Regions from separate parts of the Sus scrofa genome. Here region 2 is linked to region 1. Evidence: chromatin contacts called from public Hi-C data. All regions are on one chromosome and are shown on one strand. The core of a region is the stretch at or near the end of the contact, and the rest is flanking DNA. Distances in the headings are between cores, read along the strand shown. Region 1 holds the start of NFKBIZ (NFKB inhibitor zeta). Region 2 holds the start of ZBTB11 (zinc finger and BTB domain-containing protein 11).

What was found. A called contact is a pair of places that touch in the nucleus more often than the background predicts.
Region 2: a contact with region 1 is called in a Hi-C map of liver, with 4 times the contacts expected there. The contact joins the promoter of ZBTB11 here to the promoter of NFKBIZ in region 1. A contact is called at or near these places in 1 of 5 promoter capture datasets (liver), 2 of 47 Hi-C or Micro-C datasets (heart right ventricle and liver) and 2 of 2 datasets of contacts at active chromatin or transcription factors (alveolar macrophages and skeletal muscle).

Annotation. Positions count from the first base shown.
Region 1 is chr13:157,270,858-157,274,978 of Sscrofa11.1, forward strand. It overlaps NFKBIZ (NFKB inhibitor zeta), which reads right to left and starts at 1,706. Exons shown (of 12, transcript NM_001315599.1): 1 at 1,415-1,706. The coding sequence starts at 1,706.
Region 2 is chr13:157,419,425-157,423,509 of Sscrofa11.1, forward strand. It overlaps ZBTB11 (zinc finger and BTB domain-containing protein 11), which reads left to right and starts at 2,600. Exons shown (of 11, transcript XM_003132695.5): 1 at 2,600-3,155. The coding sequence starts at 2,846.

The sequences.
Region 1 (4,121 bases), core at 456-2,955:
ACTCTGACCACTACTATGTCACAACCTCTAGAGATGAGCTGAACACCAAGTAAACACACAAAGAGTCAGGAAATGAATAATTCAGCAGCTCTGTTAAGAGTAGAAAAAAAATAAGATGGGAACAAAAACAAGGCGTAATTTGAACACATACATATCATTACATCTATGAAAGAAACAACTCCTGGATAGGGCCAATTAAACAACTAGTTAGTTTTATGTTTAAGTTTAGGTCTATCTTGCCAGACTCAAACACAGCATTTCCCAGGAATGACAACAGTTAGTAATTCAACGTCACGGGGAGAAATATTCAGTTTCAGAAATCCCCTACGGTGAACCAAAGAACTAGTAAGTTAGTTTCAGCCAGATAAAGGCCAAATGTGAAGGGAAAAAAGGTTCTAAATGTACAATTTTTGCATTTGCTACACACTTAACATAGAGGGGGCATGTTATGCAACGGAACAGCTTAAATCACTTTTTAAACTTTAAAATGAAAAATCTCATTTTAAAACAAAACACAACCAAAACAGGAGTGGCTGGCAGTGGGGAACACCTGACAGAAAATGTTCTTTAAAATCATGCTGATTAAATTTTCCAACATTTGAGATTATCTAGAAGTTCTTTGGTTTATCTACAGTGGCATTCTGTTTTCCCCCAAATTATACAACTAGGTTCATTAAGAAAAAGAAACTAACAATTCTCAGCCCAAGAAAGAAAACACTACGCCTTTCTTTGCCAGATACAGCTAAACCATTCAAAGGCACACAAAACAAGAGTGCAGAAATTCTGGGCAGACTTCAGAAAAATCACAAACTCAAGGTATAAATTGGATTTCGGCCAGTTTCATCTCATATCTTGATAATATTGGTTTCTTTTTTTTTTATAAAGTTCCTTTATTTAAAAATCCCACAAATACGTACTTCGGAAGAAATAAATCACGACCTTCGATACTGTGCTCAAACCCTTATCACCAGCTACAGCCTTTCACCAAAACAGTCAGAAGAAAAAGTTACAACTGCATCAGATCCAAAACCTCACCACAGAATGTGAATTAGAGCTTAATAAAGGTGCTTTTGGTTTTGTTTTGTTTTTAAGAAAAAACGAGAAAATCTAACGTCATCCCCTCCCCAAGTTAGAGCTGTAGGTTTCAAGCTACCGGGTCAGCTGGACGGCGCCCAGATTTCACAGACGGTCAAACGACATCGAACGGCATGAAACACCCAACGCAGGGCAAGGCATCCAGTAGTCGCCTAATAATGGCGGCTAGCGTGATTTTGAAAGCCGCTAAGGTAGACGCAGAGGCCACCCAACATCTGGCCTTGGTACTTGCATCTGGGCGGCTCAGACTCCCCTCCCTGCCGGTGGGCCGCGCGCAGGCTGGCATCCAGGGGCCTCCCCTACCCGGGCCGGTGGGTACCTTGCAGCCGCTCAGCACGCGCGCCGCCTCTCGGCCGGGACTCCACCGCCCCGCAGGAGGACACCGATGAGGCAGAGGAGAAGTCGGAGGAGTCGGAGCCAGGTGAGCCGGGCGCCGAGGGCCCAGACGACGAGCAGCTCGCGTCGCAGGCGCCGGGGGCGGCGGCGGCGGGCGGCGACGCGCTGTAGAAGTAGGCCAGGTTGAGCGGGCTGGTCATGAGACCGCAGTCGCCGGCCGCGTCCAGCAGCCCTTCTCCGCCGCGGCTGTCGTCCAGCAGCTTGTCCACGATCATGCTCCCGGGCTCGGCGCTCGGGGACCCCAGACACCTGTGCCACCGGCTCGCTGAGCGCGGCTACCTCCCGGCTCTGGCTGTGGCTGTGGCTGTGGCCGTGAAGAGCTCGGAGACCGACGCGGGTACGGGCGCGGCCCCGGGCTGCTCGACTATTTAACCGGCCTTCGCGGCCAGGGGCGGGGAGAAGGGGCCGTCGCGTCGCCAGCCTCCCCCGTCCGCGATCGGGCCATTGGCAGCGTCCCGGCCGCCTCCCGGCCCCTCCTCCGGATGCGCCCTGTTTCCAGTAAAATGTACAGGATGAAGCAATGTGTCCTCCGCCCTCACCCCGCCCGCCAGGCTCCGCCCAGACCGAAGGGCTGTTTTCTTGCCCTTCACCTGGAAACCCAGACCCCGGACCACCGAGCCCCGCCCCAGCCGCCCGCCGCCGCGAGATGCCCCGGCCCGCCTGGCCTAGGCGCCCAGAAAGGGGGCGCGCAGCACGGGCCTCATCCGCGGAGGGCGGCGCGGAGGCGGGGAGGCAACGATGGGAACAGGTCGGCCTGGTTCCACGGAGTAGGAAGTGCTAGAAGGTGCGCGCCACGCAGCGCTCCTGCCGCCCTGCCCCAAGCTTCTTGCGAGCCCAGCCAAAGTGTCTCTGGAAGGTTCTTAAAGGCCCGTCTTCCCTCAACTTAGCGTTTGGCAACGTTCCTTTTGGCCACGTCCCAGAGAGATGTTGAAGTCATTTTTCTATACTCAGTTAACGTCTGGGCAATGATTTTTTTTTTCTTTTTTGGTGCAGCCGGGAATAAAATGCGATGCCCTGTATCCCTGTCTCCTTCAATATGGGGGGGAAGCACCTTAGCAAAATGATAAGTATACATGTATGTGTCAGTATTTATATAGATGTAATTTCTTCATTTCTGCATGACTTTGTGTTGGATAAACACAGGAATTTTGCTCTTTCCTACCTTAAACATTTTAATGAAGTTAACACTTTTTTTTTTTTAATTGAATCCCTGTTACTTGTTAAAAACTTGCCTAGTAGTTAGCAGGAACAAAAGATAAATGAGTTATATCTGCCCTTTCAAGTATATTTTAATCCTCTGAGAATAAATACATACATGCTATATTAAAAGAAACTGAGTATGATTAAATATCATGAGTGATTCAAAGTTCAGCGAGTGTCCTAAAAAGAAAGACAACCTCTGGGAGAGGGAAAGATGAAGTCATGAGGAAAATCTTTGCAAAGAAGGTGTCATTGGAGATAAGATGCCACCCAAAAAGAGGGGTGGGGTTTCAGCCCAAAACATTTATAGGAGGAGGGAACAGTATTAGCAAAGAATTAAGCAAAGGGGTCAGATAAAAGCTTACAGCCCCTTTTAGGATAGTCAAAGGGAAACTGACAACATTAAAGGTAAAAAGGTAACTTGGTGCCCTTGGGTGGAGCACCTCCAGTGACAGGCTGAGACTGAGTCTCTAATAAACATTGAGTGAATGTGAAAGAATTTGAGACAGGCAAAACAATCTGGAAACAGCTCAGAGAGGTGAGACTGAGGGGCCCAGAGGCCATCAGAAACCACTGTAATATCCCAAAAGAGAACTGCCCTGACACTGGGGCAGAGGCAGTGGGAAAGAGGAAAGCAAATGGAAAGAAAAGAGGGCTGGGCAGCATTGCTAGGGCAGAATGCACAAGTCTGACCTGGTTGGAGGTGGGCACCAATGAAGGGGTACCCACTTATGCTATGGTTTGAGGCAGGATGACCATGTGAATAGTGATGCCAGCTTCAGATCACAGGGAAATTAGTGCAAGTAGATTGTTAGGGTCCCAGGAGAAAAAAGCAGGGAGGAAGAGAAGAGGGAGGCAGTGAGTTTGAATTGTTACTCAGTATTAATAGGTGGTATAACACCCCTGTGGGATTCCAAAGGAAACATTTCCTTGTTTCCTACAAGCGTGGTATTGCCATAGGAACTTCATGCTGCCTTTCCCGCCTGCCATTTTTTGGGATTTGGTCATTTTTTTTTTTTTAATAAAAAGGGGAGTTCCTATCATGGCTCAGTGGAAACGAATCTGACTAGTATCCATGAGGACGCAGCTTCCATCCCTGGCCTCACTCAGTGGGTTAAGGATTGCCCTGAGCTGTAGTATAGGTGCCAGACGCAGCTCAGATCTCACATTGCTATGGCTGTGGCATAGGCCAGCAGCTACAGCTCTGATTTGACCCTTAGCCTGGGAACTTTCAGATGCCTCAGGTGTGGCCCTAAAAAGACCAAAAAAAAAAAAAAAAAAAAAAAAAGTTCCAAATGAGATATTAGGCTTTCTCAATAAAATCTATTTGAATTTTTTTCCTCCCCACTAATATATTTTACGTATAATGAAGACCTTAAATTGCCATCCAAATAAACTCATGGCCAATTTTTTTTTTACAAAATTAATTC
Region 2 (4,085 bases), core at 1,350-3,849, 150 kb after region 1:
TCAGATTCGTTTCCGTGGTGCCATGACAGGAATTAATGAGTTATTTTCTTAAGTTACCCTTCTCCATGATAAATTTATTTCATATATGAGATGCCTCTGTATCTCATCTCTTAACCATTAACTTACTGGCAGAGTTCAAACTACTTAAAACTAACAGCTGTATAATCTGCTTTTGCTACTTCAAAATAAGCTTAAATGAAGAGTCCAACTTCTTGAGTATACTTGGAAAATATCCAAGTAGTTTAAGTGTGTTAAAATAGTAATCATAATTGATGTTAATACACTTGCATTTCTACAAAAAGTAGATCATCTTAGTACCATGCTGTGCTAAGTTCAAAGATAGAATATGAATAAGCCACATCCCCTTAAGAAACATGCTTTTATATATCAGTAGCAGGTGAAGGTAAAATTCTATCAACACTTCCCCTCATCACCTTTGTATCCAAGGTGATGGAATTTATGTTTACTTCTGGTGAATGTTAAATTTAGGCATTGGTTTAGGTATTGGGGATAATAAAACAGTCCCTTTAGAGGACTTGGAACTAAAATGTGTAAAGTAAAAATGAATATACAAGTTATGTTCAACAGCTGATTTTTGCTTAATAAGATTTTGGTTGGGAGTTCCCATCATGATGCAATGGAAACAATCCAAGGTAGGAACCATGAGGTTGCGGGTTTGATCCCTGGTCTCACTCAGTGGGTTAAGAATCTGGCATTGCTGTGAGCTGTGGTGTAAGTTGCAGATGAGGCTCAGATCTGGGGTTGCTGTAGCCGTAGTGCAGGCCGGCAGCAACAGCTTGGATTAGACCCCTAGCCTGGGAACCTCCATATGCTGTAGGTGTGGGTCTAAAAAGACCAAAAGAAAAAAAAGGTTTTGGTTGGAAAAAAGCAATTGTAAGTAATTAAAAAAAAAATGAAATTAGAAGCTAGTCCTGAATAGGGAAAATTTAAAAACCAATCAAAATGCCCAACTTGAGCACAGAGCAACATGTTCTTTTGGTCACAGAATAAAATGTCCCCTTAAAGCATGGCTTTTTTGGCCTAAATGTCTTAAAGTGGAAGTACCCATTCTGATATCCTGGAGGAGACATAAACACTACCTGTTCTCACAGAACAGTAAGTAGCTTTTCTCAGGAAGACACTGGACCACGTGTAAAACACTATTGAAACATTTCTCTGTTGTCTCGAAGAATCAAATTTTAGTGGGCTTCTCAGTGCTTTCACAGGTTGTATCTTAACAAACAGTGCAGGGGAATTTCTTTTAACTTGGCTTCTCTGCCACATACATGACTTGATTACCCAACAATTTTAATATACTTAGTTTCACAGGAAAACAGTGGTAGTGCTGACCCAGCACAATACCCTTGGAAGGGTGGATCTGGACCACCCACTCTGGGTGCCCCACCCCGTGGAGGCGGGGGAGGAATGCGTGTCTGCTTCTAATACCTCCTACCCCAACGGTAATTTGTGGAATGAGCAGCCTATGTAAACCCTAATCCTGGCAGCTGTATTTTCTGGGCCTGGCAGTTCAGGTACCAATAGCTAGAATATTAAACTGCCTTAAGTATCTCTGGCCGTTAGGAAATTCTGACACCCCCCCCTCTTTCCCCCGCCCCCGCTGCCCAAGCACGGTGCAGACTGCACTCCATTCTTTGAGCCTACTGCTTTCAACTGTGGTCTGTCTTCACTTGTATCCGTAAGGGTTAGACCCTCACCCAAGCGACTGCAGACTCCAGGATGGGATGTAAGAGGGTTGGCCCAGGGTTTTCAGGCTCCAGTTTAAGCACTAACAGCGCTCTACCCCAGTAGCTTTAAATGTCATAGGCCTGTGTCTCTAATCTGCGTTGCATATCCGACCTAGGGACGGGTTGACCAGGACCGCTCCAGGCTAAATATCTCAACTAGAATGCACATTGGAAAACGTAGGTCGAATTACCTTGGCCTTTTGTGCCTTCAATATATGTTGGGTGTAAAATGGAAAATTTTTCCTCCCAAGCTAATGTGAAAATATATGTAAATAAGCTGTAAGGAAATAGTGTTAGCTAGTCTAAGTGCCCTCACTGGTAGAAAATCATCACTGAATCAACCGATAATTCCAGGAAAACCATGCGTAGTTTTGAACCAGCTGATTCTTAGAAATTACAGTAACTCCTATAACGGAGAGACTTGGATTTTATAACACTGGAAGCTACATTTCCGTGTAAAAGGGCATTCTTTGGTCTTGTATCCCTTGACTAATACTTTACTAAGAGCCTCAAAATCTGGCGTATTTGCGTTGTCGAGGGTCTCCAAGCGTCGTCACGTAGGAAAAAAAGGCTCCTTTACATCCTAAGGTATCACCGAGGGTATAAACAACTGCCCACAAGCTCCTACACGTGCTCAGAGCATGGGAAAGAAGGGAAAAATCAAAAGGGAAATTGCCAGGACTTAAGATGTCTGCCCCAAACCACTTCTGTCTCCCCAGAAGGGCCTACCCGCTTCCAAAATGTCCGACCGCAGTCCTGACGTCACTCAGTCCGCTAGATCAATCCAGAAAGCCTCTGCACTCCAGCTCCAATCAGGGCTTAGTCCCCTCACCCACTGCCCTTGATTTGCGTCACTTCCGGTGGTGCAGCAGCCATTTTGTCAGTCGCCAGCGGATCCCGCGCGCTGGAGAAGTGCAGTTCCCCCTGGTTACCAACTCGTCGGTTCTCCCTCCGCGCTGCGGGCGCCGTCGAAGAGTATTCACCACAGACACAGTCGTAACTCCCTACAGTGCTGCCGCCGTTGTTGCATCCGCCTGGAGCCAGTGCACTGTTTTTCTCTCCTGCCATTGACAGGCGCCCTCAGGGAGCCGCCGTCAGCGATGTCAAGCGAGGAAAGCTACCAGGCCATCCTGCGCTACCTGACGAACGAGTGCGAGCCATACGCGCCGGGCACCGAGGGCAATGTTAAGCGTAAAATCCGTAAGGCAGCCGCCTGCTACGTGGTGCGCGATGGGACCTTGTACTACCAGCGACGGCAGAGGCACCGCAAGACCTTCGCCGAGCTGGAGGTAGTGCTGCAGCCCGAGCGGCGCCGGGGTCTCATCGAGGCGGCGCACCTGGGTCCAGGCGGCACTCACCACACCCAGCATCAGACCTGGCACGACTTGTCCAAGACGTATTGGTGGCGAGGTAGGACCTCGCCCGCGGCAAGGGGGAGGGCGGGCGGCTTGCTGCCTGGCTAGGCCCGCAGGTGGAGGCAGGCCTGTGTGCATCGCCAGTGTGAGGGCCCGCACTGCTCCTCTCCGGCACCACTCGCCGGTCCAGCCTGGCCTGCGCTTAGCGGCGGAGTGGCTGCCAGGCGGAGCCGAGAGGGTGGGGGACGTGAAAGGAGCCGCACTTCCCACAGGAAGGAGGCCGGGGAAGCTGGGGGGCGGGTCCTGGCTCGGGGTGGGGCGAATGGGGGCTTCCCCGGGGGCCGGCCCAGCCACGGGGAGGGGCTGGGACTCGCGGGCGGCTCCCGGCCCTCCTCTTTCGGTAGCTCGGGAGGCGGTGGCTCCTGCTCTTGGCGGAAGTTTCTCGGCGGCGGGAGGCGGGCGGCGGTTGCGGTGCTCTGTATTGTGCGTTTTGAGTTCCTGTTTGTGCCGATGGTTGGGGGAAGGGACGGTCCGCCAAGAGTCCGGAAGCTTTCTGCAGGGCGTTCCACTAGGGTCTTGGCCAGTGGTTTTGAGGTTCTGCGTGTCCACTTGCCGGGATTCCTCATAGCACGCTACTGCGGCGTAATTAAGGAATCATGCGATTTTGTGCAGAAGTGATTTGGAGTGACTACGTGGAAACAGGGTTTTTTGGCTTTTGCTGTTGTTTGAAAGTCATTTTGGGCCCTAGTTTTTAGAGCAAGGATTTAATAGCAGATATTTTGAATTCTGAATGTTATATTTTTACATAGTGTTATAAGATTTTTTTTTAGTATATATCCCGTTGATAATGTGAAGAGCGCTTTGAAAACCCTGAAACACAACACATACCTGGGAAAGATGAAGTTTCTGTGATTGGTCAAGGAGTATAGCAACGAAGTTTCTTGACTCCTTAGGAAACAAGGGAGGAGAGAAAGAAACGGCCCTT